Linked DNA regions of Zea mays: region 2 is linked to region 1. Evidence: chromatin contacts called from public Hi-C data. All regions are on one chromosome and are shown on one strand. The core of a region is the stretch at or near the end of the contact, and the rest is flanking DNA. Distances in the headings are between cores, read along the strand shown. Region 1 holds the start of LOC100276147. Region 2 has its middle 79 kb from the start of LOC103648781.

Evidence for each region. A called contact is a pair of places that touch in the nucleus more often than the background predicts.
Region 2: a contact with region 1 is called in a Hi-C map of ear, with 2.0 times the contacts expected there. The contact joins the enhancer-like site here to the promoter of LOC100276147 in region 1. A contact is called at or near these places in 3 of 25 Hi-C or Micro-C datasets (ear, leaf and tassel).

Annotation. Positions count from the first base shown.
Region 1 is chr2:89,571,330-89,577,495 of Zm-B73-REFERENCE-NAM-5.0, reverse strand. LOC100276147 reads left to right here and starts at 2,145. Exons shown (of 4, transcript NM_001150004.2): 1 at 2,145-2,650; 2 at 2,730-2,789. The coding sequence starts at 2,276. LOC103646668 reads right to left here. Exons shown (of 3, transcript XM_035965317.1): 1 at 5,621-6,166; 2 at 5,421-5,539; 3 at 4,597-5,310. The coding sequence ends at 5,287.
Region 2 is chr2:89,884,200-89,889,829 of Zm-B73-REFERENCE-NAM-5.0, reverse strand. No RefSeq gene overlaps it. Among protein-coding and RNA genes, the nearest start is that of LOC103648781, 79 kb to the right of the region's middle. Within about 2 kb of position 2,884, at least 7 of the 20 cell types and tissues checked have an H3K27ac peak or open chromatin away from gene starts, as enhancers often do. A contact at or near this core is called in ear and leaf, where this site is marked.

The sequences.
Region 1 (6,166 bases), core at 896-3,395:
ACATCACGGGGAGACAGGGATAACTCACGCTCATCATGCTCAGCAACTATTTTGATAGAGGTTAAGATATTACCTGTTGCACAACCAACAAAAGAATTAGCATTAGAACAACCAAGGATATGCTAACCACCCATCCCAAGTAACAAACAGATGTCTAGTGAACCATATCACAAAGATCTCTAATAGAAGCAATTGTTATCATTGAGTGATTATTGTCATCTTTCAACTATTATAGAAAACATGACAATTGTATTCCTTGGCTAAAAAACACTGCATGGCATAATCATTCCAAGTATCAGATTTTTCTTTACAAAAACCAAGAAAAACTATTAAGCTGAGCATGTATAAGTATGCCATACCCTACAAGACAACATTTTCTGCAATCCCAAGATCCTTGGCGAGCTACTGAAGCGCGCCATTGACCACACTACATTCCATGACATGGATTCATGCTATTAAATAACAATTTTTGTGTTCACAAGAGAAGTGTAGAAAAGATGGAACTGTCGTACTTCTAGCTCGTTATTCATTTCTGTTAATTAAAATGTAGCAAACTATGATTTAATCAATTGTGCTTAAGGAACAAGCATCTTGTAGCAGCAATAAAGTACATACCTAAGATGAATAGATGATAACCAAACATAGTAGCCCCCAAACAAGCAACAACAACTATTGGCAGAACATGTACGAAGGATTTAACTTCAACCATCTCCAATGGAACACCTCCAGGCTCAACTGTATAAAGATAGTCAAATGAGTTGAAAAACTGCAGACTGAACACCGTCTACAATTTAAACTTGCAGTAGAAAAGTGTGCACATGAAAAACATCTTCAACACTGAAGGTGACATAGTAATCTACCCATGTCATCTTGGGTTATGGGTCATACAAAATACATCTACCCATGGTTTTCTCGGGTTTCATCTACAAGTATTCTTATCCATTTTCCTCTATAATCATGCATATTCCTCTTCTACAAGTATTCTTATCCATTTTCTCAGGTTTCAAAAAATCTACCTAATATAAAAGGACGTGCAACCAACGGAATCCCACATTTCGCATGTCATGGAACATTCAGACATAACCACATAATAAAGATGATTGGTTTCATACAAATATGTTCACTATAAAAATTACTTAAAATGTGAATCCATAGGGTGATGGGCATTCAAGAAACGGGGCAAAAGAACATCTACCCATGGTAAGTATGCAGTCGTAAAGGTGAACAGACCTAGAAAGCTCATATAGTCATATGGATGAAAGGGCTATGCTTGTTCCAAACGTAAAGCTGTCATGCCATATCAAAAGTCAGAGTTACTAATGTAGGACTTTTTTCAAACACACCCTACTATTAAGTTTAGACATTTTTATTTGCAATTATAAGTGCTAGTAATCCCATAACATCATAAACGCTAGCGGATTGCTTAGGAACAAAATTCTAGCAAATGTCTCGGAAATGCAAGATATCATCCTTCCGATTAGAGCTGCTCCTTGAAGTAGAGCGAGGCGTGGAACGAGCGCCAGCCGAGACCGATGGTCGACGCGCGCCACCGTCCTCCAGCGCCTCACGCGCTGATGCTGTCGTAGCCTGCACATGCCATGTTTCAATGTAGTGTGTGAGCGAGGGGAATTAAAAGAAAGGGAGCGAATTAGAGGGGCAGTGAGACATCACGCATAGGCACGCGCGGCCACTAAGGAGCAGGCGAGGCATGGGTGTGCAACGACGAGAGAAGCAGACGTAGATTGTTGCGAAATGGACGATATTTGTTGCTAGGGGCGACGAAGGAGAGAACATTGTTGTGCGAATAAATAGGATATAAATGTCATCTGATCTGGTCTGCGAGGGAGAAGCTGGTGGAGGTTGTTGCGAAATGGACGAGATTTGTTTCTAGGGCGACGACGACGAGAACACTGTTGTGCGAATAAATAAGATATAGATTACATTTAATCTAGGCCGCGAGTTAATTTCAAAGATATATAAAACATTTTTTTTAAAAATAACGCAGGACGACCGCAGAAGCTTTAATATAGTAAGAACGATGGATATAGAAGAAAATAAGATAGCTCCTGAAAAGTTATTTTGTAATTTATTATTGATTTTTTATAATCCTTTTATATTATAGAACAGATAGATAAATTTGGCCTATCCGTTGAAAAAAATCCGGCACCTCCATCAAATCAGATCTCACGCCCCTGCAGCCAAAACAAAATCAGCATCCGGATCTCCACATTCCCCACCAAAAATCATCCTCCGGACGAAATCAGCGGCGGCGGAGATGGGAGCGGAGTGCCGGTACGAGGTGGCGCAGGCGGCGTACATCAAGCTGGCGCTGCACGCACTGAAGCACCCGGCGACCGCCGTCAACGGCCTCCTCGTCGGTCGCCTCGTCGAGCCTTCGTCCTCACCGGCCGTCGTCTCGGTCATTGACGCCGTGCCGCTTTCTCACCACCCGCACCATCTGCCGCTGCTCCCCACGCTCGAGCTCGCGCTCACCCTCGTCGAGGACCACTTCGCAACCCAGGGCGAAGGCCTCGCCGTCGTCGGGTACTATCACGCCAACCCGCGCTGCGACGACACCGAGCTCCCGCCAGTCGCCAAGCGCGTCGGAGACCACATCTTCCGATACTTCCCCCGCTCCGCGGTGTTGTTGGTGAGCTACGTTTCTTTCGTTATTTTGATCTCCAGTCTGCGCGGATGCAGATCTCATCTTTCTTTAATTGATTGATTAGGTCGATAACAAGAAGCTTGAGGAGGCCGTCAAGGGGAAGTTTTCTGATGCGGTGATTCAGGTACGTGTCTGAATCTTCCTCAATATGCCCAATTGTACCTCGAGATTAACAGTACTGTGTTAGTTCAAAATTTATTGGATTATATAATATGGGCAGATTATAATCCCAAACAAACACCCCCTAAGACACTACACTGGTATTAATAGTGTCCTATGTTTGTTGAGATGTTATAAATTATATGGTGCACTAAAGTTTGCAAGGGGTAGCCAAACTATAATTTATTCTTTTATTTTAGACTGATGGACCACAGGCATGTCCCATTTTCCATCGAAACCAACTTTATGGCTGTTAACACTTGGCAAGCCCTCCAAAAATAGAGACTTGCATGGAGTAATGTTGATTTGAGCAAAGCTGGCATCAGTTATTTTTATTTAACTCAAACCACTGTTCTTAAGGCGTCGCCTAGGCGTCCGGGCGGTGGTCTAACGCCTAGGCGCCTTGCCCGCCTACCTCGCCTAGGCGCCGCCTAAGCGTCCAGGCATAGTTTTCAGATCGCCTGATCGAAGCCACTGGGCGATCAGGTGATTAGTCGCGATTAGGCGTCGATCAGGGCGATTAGTCGCCCCTGATCGACCCTAATCGTCCCCCTGGTCGTCCTGTGTATTCCAGGACATATATGATATATAGATATATAATTATATAGTATAGAGGCTTGCAGCAGTATAAATACTTAAATAGTCCATAACAACACAACAACAAGTTTATTATTTATATAAGACTATGAAACTGCAAGTCTACAACTTACTAGACCAATAGATACTAGACTATGACCAAGGTCCAAGAAGGCAACACCTATATGGCTATATGAGATCATCATCCAGCTTGAATTGATCACCAGCAGCTCCAGATTCTTCTTCATCATCAATCGCTTTTTCTGCAGCATCTTGGTCATTTTGAGTTGGCTCTCGATGATCATTTTTGTTGTGACTGTCACTGCCACTGCCATCTCCTTGCTGCAAGTCCTGAGCCACTGTAACTTTTTGGCGCTTCCTACTCCTAACATAGGTCTCGGAGTAGGTCCTCCCACCACGTGTAGCTGCTGCCCTAGGCAAGTTTCTGCCCTGGGTAGCTTGAGTTGCACCTAAAACTTCATCTACTGCACTCCAAAGCTCCTCACCTTCTTCAGACTCCTAAACCCACTCATTTTCCCACAAAAGCTCTTCAAGCACTAGTGGGTTGCTTTTCTTTCCCTTTGAACCTTGCTCTCTTATCTTTGTAAATCTGTTGTTCATCTTCCTGTTGTAGCTCACATAGACCAACTTGCATAACCTTTGATGCTCTAGCCGGTTCCTCTTCTTGGTGTGGATCTACACATGCAAATTCAAGAAGTCATCAAACACTTACTGCATATTTCAGTTACTGCATATGAACATTGAACAAACAACAAAGTAGAGACACTTACTGCTGAAAATTCACTCCAGTTTCTCTCACAACCAGAGGCCGAGCAACAGAGGCTTATAACTCTTTTTGCAAGGGTTTGTAGTTCGAAAGCAAACCCTCCATATGCACCCCACCATAGCACTGAAGTAGACAAACATTGTAAGTTTAGTCGCAAACACATAAACTGCATATTTCAGTTAATACAAAGAGAATTTAGAAATAAACTTACAGGGATTTTCCCCCTATCTCTTATTGCTCCAGCCATGGTTTAAAAGGCGGCTAGGCGGAACTAGGCGCCCAGCCACCGCCTGACCGCCTAGGCGACTTAGGCGGGCGCCTAGGCGACGCCTTAGTAGCTGTTACAAACAACTGTTAGCCTATAACAAAATACCAAGCAACTAAAGTACCAAACAGATGTTACAGCTCATAAACTAGAAATCATCACAAATTCACAATAGCACAATAGTGGATCTGAAATAGCCACAAAGTAGTTTCTAAAGGAACAATAGCAAGTCACAAAATTTAAAACAGCACAATACCAAATCTGAAATAGCCACATAGATAGTTTGTAATGGCATAATTAATAGTAACTAGCTGCAGTTAGTAATGCAGCAAATATGCTAATGCAATCTAGCAATAGCTACTCCCCCGTCGCTCAAAAATCATCATCAAACTCTCCTGGGATATTGGGTGCCTCCCCTTCTTCACCATCATTGCCACCATTAGATTCATCTTCACAATCTGTGATTTCTGCATCATCATGTGGAACATCTTCTTCATCTTCATCTTCCTCTTCAGCCTCTGACATATTTTGTGCAGCAACAGAATTTCTTCTTGAATACACATTATGGGCCCTTCTTGGTAAGTTTCGGCCACGAAGTGCTTGTGATGCTCCAATGGCATTATCCACAAGGTCCCATGTAAGGTCACACTCACACCCACGCCCACCTTCAGGGACTACATGCAAAGAATCAGCCCACTCATTGTCCCAGTTGAAGTCCTCATGAACCAATGGATCAAAGTTTTTCCCCTTCTTCTGGCGTAGTTTTTGGAACCTAGCCTTCATCTTTCTGTTGTAGGAAATGAAGACAATAGAATTCAACCTCTTATGTAACAATCAATTTCTTTTCTTTGTATGGATCTACAAAATAAGAAAAGAGAAAACACTTGGTCATTTAATCCTGAAATATTGGATACAAAAGTAGCCAAGTAGGTGGATGAGGACTTGAGGAGGCACACATAATAACTTACAAATTCAAAGGTACTCCAATTGCGTTCACAACCTGATGAAGACGCACAAAGACTCACCAAACGTCTAGCAAATCTCTGTAACTCAATAGCACGACCACCATACGAACGCCACCACTCAACTGCAATAACATCACAACAATTTAGCAAGCTACTAGCAACAACTAGTAAGTAGTAAACTAGTAACAGCCACAAACACTTACGTGGGGTCATAGTTTGTAGGTTATCTTTGGCCATCTTATTTGAAAAAGCTGCTCCTCTAAGAAACTCGTAATCCATTGCTTGAGAATTGATCTTGTCTCTAGTTTCCTCATCATCTACCATTCTTGCAAGCACATCAAGAAAGCAACCTCTTAGCTGACCAACAGTAGCATCATCATCATTTCTTATGAGAGGATGCAGCTTTCCTGGGTTCAAATACATTGCAGCCCCATACAATGGGTGATCCATCTGTTTCTCCCAACGCCGTTCAATTATAGTTATGATTTTCTTGAGTAAAGTCTTCTTGCTTTGGACAGCAAAGCTTTGATTGATCTTTTCCTTTGCACATTTCATCAATGCTTGGACCTCTGGCATAGCTGGCCTCTCATCTCCATCTACCACCCTAAGTACAATAAGTAGTGGCCCTGAAGCTCTAAGGCAATCTTCTACTGAATTCCAAAACTGTGTGGAGAAGACAATGTTATACACATCCAATCCAGCACTTGTCTTTGACAACCTGTTATCAGTCCAAGCTGTGCTTGCAAATA
Region 2 (5,630 bases), core at 1,635-4,134, 310 kb before region 1:
AAACTCCCAATGTGAATTTAACACTCATGGCTTGCCTTAACATTATTTATTCATCTTTCTATTTAATTATGGAAGGAATAAATGCTTTTATTAAGATTCCTTTGATGTTTTATATTTTTCATTTATATTTTGAGATCAAATTTAAGTTACAATTTATTTATTTCAACAAAATGCCTCACAACAAAATCATAAGCATGAGATGCACATTTCCTAGCTTTCACTCTCTTAATTAATTATGATAGTGGAAGGAAAAAATTAACAAAATCTCTAAAGGTTTCAAACATTCTCAAAACCCCCTTATAAATATATTTATTTATCTACTTTATTATTATATTTTTTCTTCTACCAATTTTTGGGCATTACAAATTTCGCAAGTCTTATCTGACTAAAGAAAAAGACTCCAAGGATATGCTGGCTTTTAGGAATCAAGGTAAGGCTAAGCAAAAATCAAGGACTCTTTTTGAAGAAAAGCTTTCTAATAGTGGATCCTTAAGCCATCTTTTAATTATCAAGTTAATTTCTTACTTAATTTTAGATTTGCCTAATCTAGATCATTTACTTGTCCTCATCTAGCTTTCTTTTAGCCAATTCATGTTTCGCTTATTAACTACGGTGAGTGGTCGGAGGGTCAAGTCTCCATAACCGAGGAGCAACGACGATTCAAATCGATTATACCCAGTTGGGGATCCCTAACCACACGACATATGTAGCACTTAACCCTTGCATATGTCAATTGTTCCCACAGATCCTCCACAATGTGAACCGGTCCTTGCTACCCGGGAGCACAGTACTCCTTCGTCCAACCTCTAGCCAGGAGGGTACACGCTACTCCCATCATCTCCCACGCCCAGTGCGCTGTTGTCTTTTCACGTATGGAATAGCCGGGTTCAGGCTTACCGGGGCATGTGACTAGTTGCAAAGTCTCAACCACAACAAGCCTACATCGAATGGTCCTTAATCGACACAGGAGAAGCACTACACCGACTCATTTCACGATGCAAGCCACCCGCTCGGTCTCATATTAATTAACAAGCTCAAGTTCTTTCACACATAACAACATTCAGTGATCAAAATAAGTTTCAAAACCGTATCTCATTAAGCCGGGCTAAGCAGCACTAGTTTTGCGTAAAACAGGTATCAAGGAATAATCATTCAAATTCTCATGGATGGTAATGCATCAGTTGTTTGATCATGCAACTCCTATCACCTAATGCATCATATCAAGTTATAAAAGTTTTGTAAACAACAAGGGAAGTGGTGAATGCACCGGGGCTTGCCTTTGTTGCAGAGAATAGCCGAAGACTAAGGAAATAAAATTTCATAAGTCTTCAGGGTGATGACCAGCCTCTAGGAAATTGTTTCACCAAGCGATTGATCCACGGATAACGTGATCTATACGTAGAGTAAAGATGCATGCTATGATCACGATGCCATAATGAGGTGAACATACATGCATGAAAAAGAATCTAAATCATAAAATCTCAATTATATCTTTCATTCACAAATAATTTCCACTTAATTACCAACAAAAATCTAATTACTACCCTAACAAGATTGCTAACGCTTCTGAAAAAAAACTAAAAGTTGCCATGAAAACTAAAAGTTGCCATGAATTAATCGAAATCCATACAGCATGGACCTCATCCAACACTATAAAAACCATTAAAACTATTTATCCATTCTTCGTAATTTCCTAAGTATTTACTCTATTAAAAAAATGTATCTCTTAACTAGATTTAGACCGGTTATCTAACTGAACAAACCCTAAAATCAAACCGTACTGCAAGAGAATCTACGCCTACGCAATACCAAAGCCGAGTGAAGATTCGCCAAATTGGTGGCGAACCTAATTTAGGCATTTTTCCGGATATCTAGCATGAGACGTACAGAAATTTATTTTTCTTCACGATCAAATTCCTTCCGACCACTAATCGCACTACTGTGATTTACAAGCATATAGCATAGACACAAGGTGCAGACTGATGACGCAGGCCACCGGTCGACCAAAACCGCACATGCATCAATTCCCTGGACTTACCCCCACATCCACGCACACATTACGATTTTAATACCAACCAATAAATTTATCGTACGTATTCATACATCAAACTAGCTAAATGATTAATGAATCATCTCACTATTGCTAATCCGGTTCGAATGTTGCAAAAACGGCAATGAGTTCCGATTCAGACAATTCACCAAATACGTGGCGTGCGAGTGAACCGGACGGGGTTAAATGAGCGCAACACAATAAAAAAATAACCTGAAGGGACTAAACTTGTAAGCACGTACACATAGAAATACCAATCACCACCACACAAATCAAAAATATTGCGACTAGTGCTAGGAGTATGGGCTGGGCTTTTCGGGCTAGCACGAGCACGACCCAAAAATAGGAGCCCAAAGCACTGGCACGAAATAATATGGGCCGGGCTAGCACGGTCCGAAGACGGGCTTGGACCGGGCCTCAATTTCCAGCCCGTCGGGCCCTCGGCACGGCCCACATAGATGGGTTGGACTTAAGCCGGTACGGCCCAATTAAACCAATCTATTTAATTTCTTTAATTTAGTAAGATATCGACTTTATATTATTGTTATATTTTTAGTTTATGTAGTCAAATGATGCTATAATTGTTTAATATCTTTAATTTAGTAAGCTATAAACTTTATATGGTTGTAATATTTTAATTTTATATGATCAAATATACGGGCCGGGTTTGGACCGGCACGGCCTAAAGAAGGTACGATGTGGTTTAGAGCCACTGTTTTTACAATTCGGACTGACACGGCACGGTTCAAAAATCTTTTGGGCTTTACTGGCCCGAACTCGTTTAGCACGAAGCACGATGGCTTAGGCCGGGCTGGCCCGGTCGAATTCGCAGCACTAATTGCGACTACCGAACGACGGCGCTACGACAATGAAAGCGCCGGTCGAATACGTACGGCCGCCAGTCCTGCTGGAGCTGATCGATGCGGTGCACATCAGAGTGGCTGGGCATGACGAACGGGCGCAGGTGCAGCAGAGGCGAGGTCGGGGCTCAAGGAGACAATGGCACAGACCAAGCGCGGCGAGCAGCGGAGTGTGCACACCTGGGGGTGCGACTAGGAAGGGATCGAACAGAGACGACGAGCTTGTGGTGGGGTGCAGAATCCTAGCCACCCCCAAGGTGGCGGTGATGCAGTGGAAGATGCAGCTACGCCAGGCATGAGAGGAGAGGATGAAGCTCTAGGCGAGGGGTGGTGCTCACTAGGCAGCAGCGGAGAGAGGTGTCGACGAGCAGAGGGACAAAACGGTGGGGTAGAAGCTGAGCACCGATGAAGTGAAGGCACGAGGGAGACAAAGTCCGAGCACTGCAAAACACAAAGGCAGCGGCCGACGTGTTGAACCATAGGGAAGCCCGCAGGGGCGGAACCTGCACGGCACAGGAGAATGGTCCCGACTGGGTTCGTTGAGGGTAGGGCGAGCTGACATTGAAGACTTCAGGGTGCGGCGGTTGAAGACGACGCCGTCGACCGCAGCTGGAAGCCAAGCTCGCGACTGGTGGAGCGAACCGGCCTAGGAAGATGCTGCCTGGGCGAGGCCGAGCACGGACAGGAACAAGCAGCAGGTGGGATTTTTCTTTCCGGGAACCTGAGTGTTTGCCTGATTTTTGTGAAGGAGACGTACAAGTCTACAGCCAGCACCTATGTAAGGAGATAAACACAGCTATGCACCTACGTGGAGGGAGCAGAAGATGTGAAGTAGAGAGATGGCGTGAGAGAGAAACACCTGTTCAACTTGCCGACCGAACAAAGTGATGAAGGGATAAGGAAAGGGAGCTGACGGTAGAGAAATGGAAAAGTTAGATTTTCCATACATCTCTTTTTATGTACATATCTATACTCTTGTCTCTGATTCGAATTTTTAAATGCACAATTATATCTAGTTTTGATCTTAACATTAACTCACAACTCCACGGATTAAGTACAACAAAGCTCCAGAATCAGTCACAGAACACTGAAATTCAGCTTCAGTTAACTGTACTAGGTCTGAAACCCAAAGTCTGACAGCCTATATTTGAGTAAGATTTTATTGTAGCTCCAAGAAATTTCAAGGGCATGATCTTTAATAAAAATTACTCTTCTACTATAGCTCTTCAATTTTAATATAAAAATCGTCTGCTAAAAGTTCATGGATCGAAAATTATAGAGGTCCAAAGTCAGCTCAAGGTCGCTGTTTTTTTTTCAGAATTCCAAAACTGAACAAAAAACTAAAACTTTGCAAATTACTTTGAATTCTTCCACAAAACTTGACAATCTCCATGAAAGTTACTTGGTTTTTAAAGCCCCACAACTTTTATATTTTGACCGCTGACAAATATATGGCTAAATCTTAAATTCCACTTATGGGTTCTAAACAACGATTTTGAAGGTGATTATTTGCCTTAAGTTTGATTCCAAATTTTTAATCGATGTTGTGTTGCTCCGAACTTACTTGGCACGAGCCGACACAACTGGACGGCTTTCTTAATTTTAAAATTACTTAAATAACAACGCCCTAATTCCTTATGGTTTAGAAATTGAAACGTTTAGCCATAAAAATTAGCTTTGATCCTATTATTAGCCCACTTCGGCAATTGTTAATGACTTGTCCCATACTACTCGGTTAAACGATTTATTTGGTACCAAAGTACCCACCTTGCACCAAAGAATAAAATAGAATTTATTTCACTTTTAATTTTTAATTGAGTGTGCCAAATCTAAATCTTAAATTGAGTTTTTAACAAAACTCAAAACACAACTTCACCCCAAATCATAAATCATGCAGAGGCAAAACAAGTTATATCATTTTAAAGTGAATGCAACACATGGTCAATTGTTATGGATGACCACATGTGATGATAATGCTTAAGATGATGCAATGCTTCAATTTTTAGTGACGCTTAACACCTAGGGTGTTACACCCTTGCCACTATCGGGTAAGGTAGTCCTCCACTAGCTTTCCTAGTTAGTCAGCCAAGGGCGTCTCATACCACCCTTGTGGTACCACTTTTTTCCGGGTGGTTCTCCATGTTTCAATTAACATAATGATCTTATCATGAACAGTAAATAATAAACTTGTCGGCGTTTCGACCCCGGGGGGTCCCTGGACCGACGAGTAAATTGTCGCTGTGTGTCCCAGCCCAGATGGGTCGGCGCGAGACGGAACACAAGGGGGAACAATAAGGGGAACCGTGGCTCGTGTTGTCCTACGCCCAGGGCGGATGCGCTTGCAGTAGGGGGTTACAAGTGTTCGCGAGGGATAGAGAGAGAGCCTGTTCGTCAGCCCGTCCTCCCGCGCGGCCACCTTCTCGTACGAGGGCCCTGGACCTTCCTTTTATAGACGTAAGGAGAGGGCCCAGGTGTACAATGGTGGGTGTAGCAGTGTGCTAACGTGTCCGGCAGAGAGGAGCCAGAGTCCTATGTACATGCCGGCGTGGTTGTCGGAGAGGTGTTGGTGCCCTGTTCATGTGATGTCGTGGCCGTCGGAGGAGCGCTTAAACCCTACGGAAGCACAGCTATCGGGGCTGTCGGGTCCTTGCTGACGTCTCCTTGCTTTCGTAAGGGACTGAGAACCGCCGTCGTCATGGAGCACGCGGGGTGCCATCATT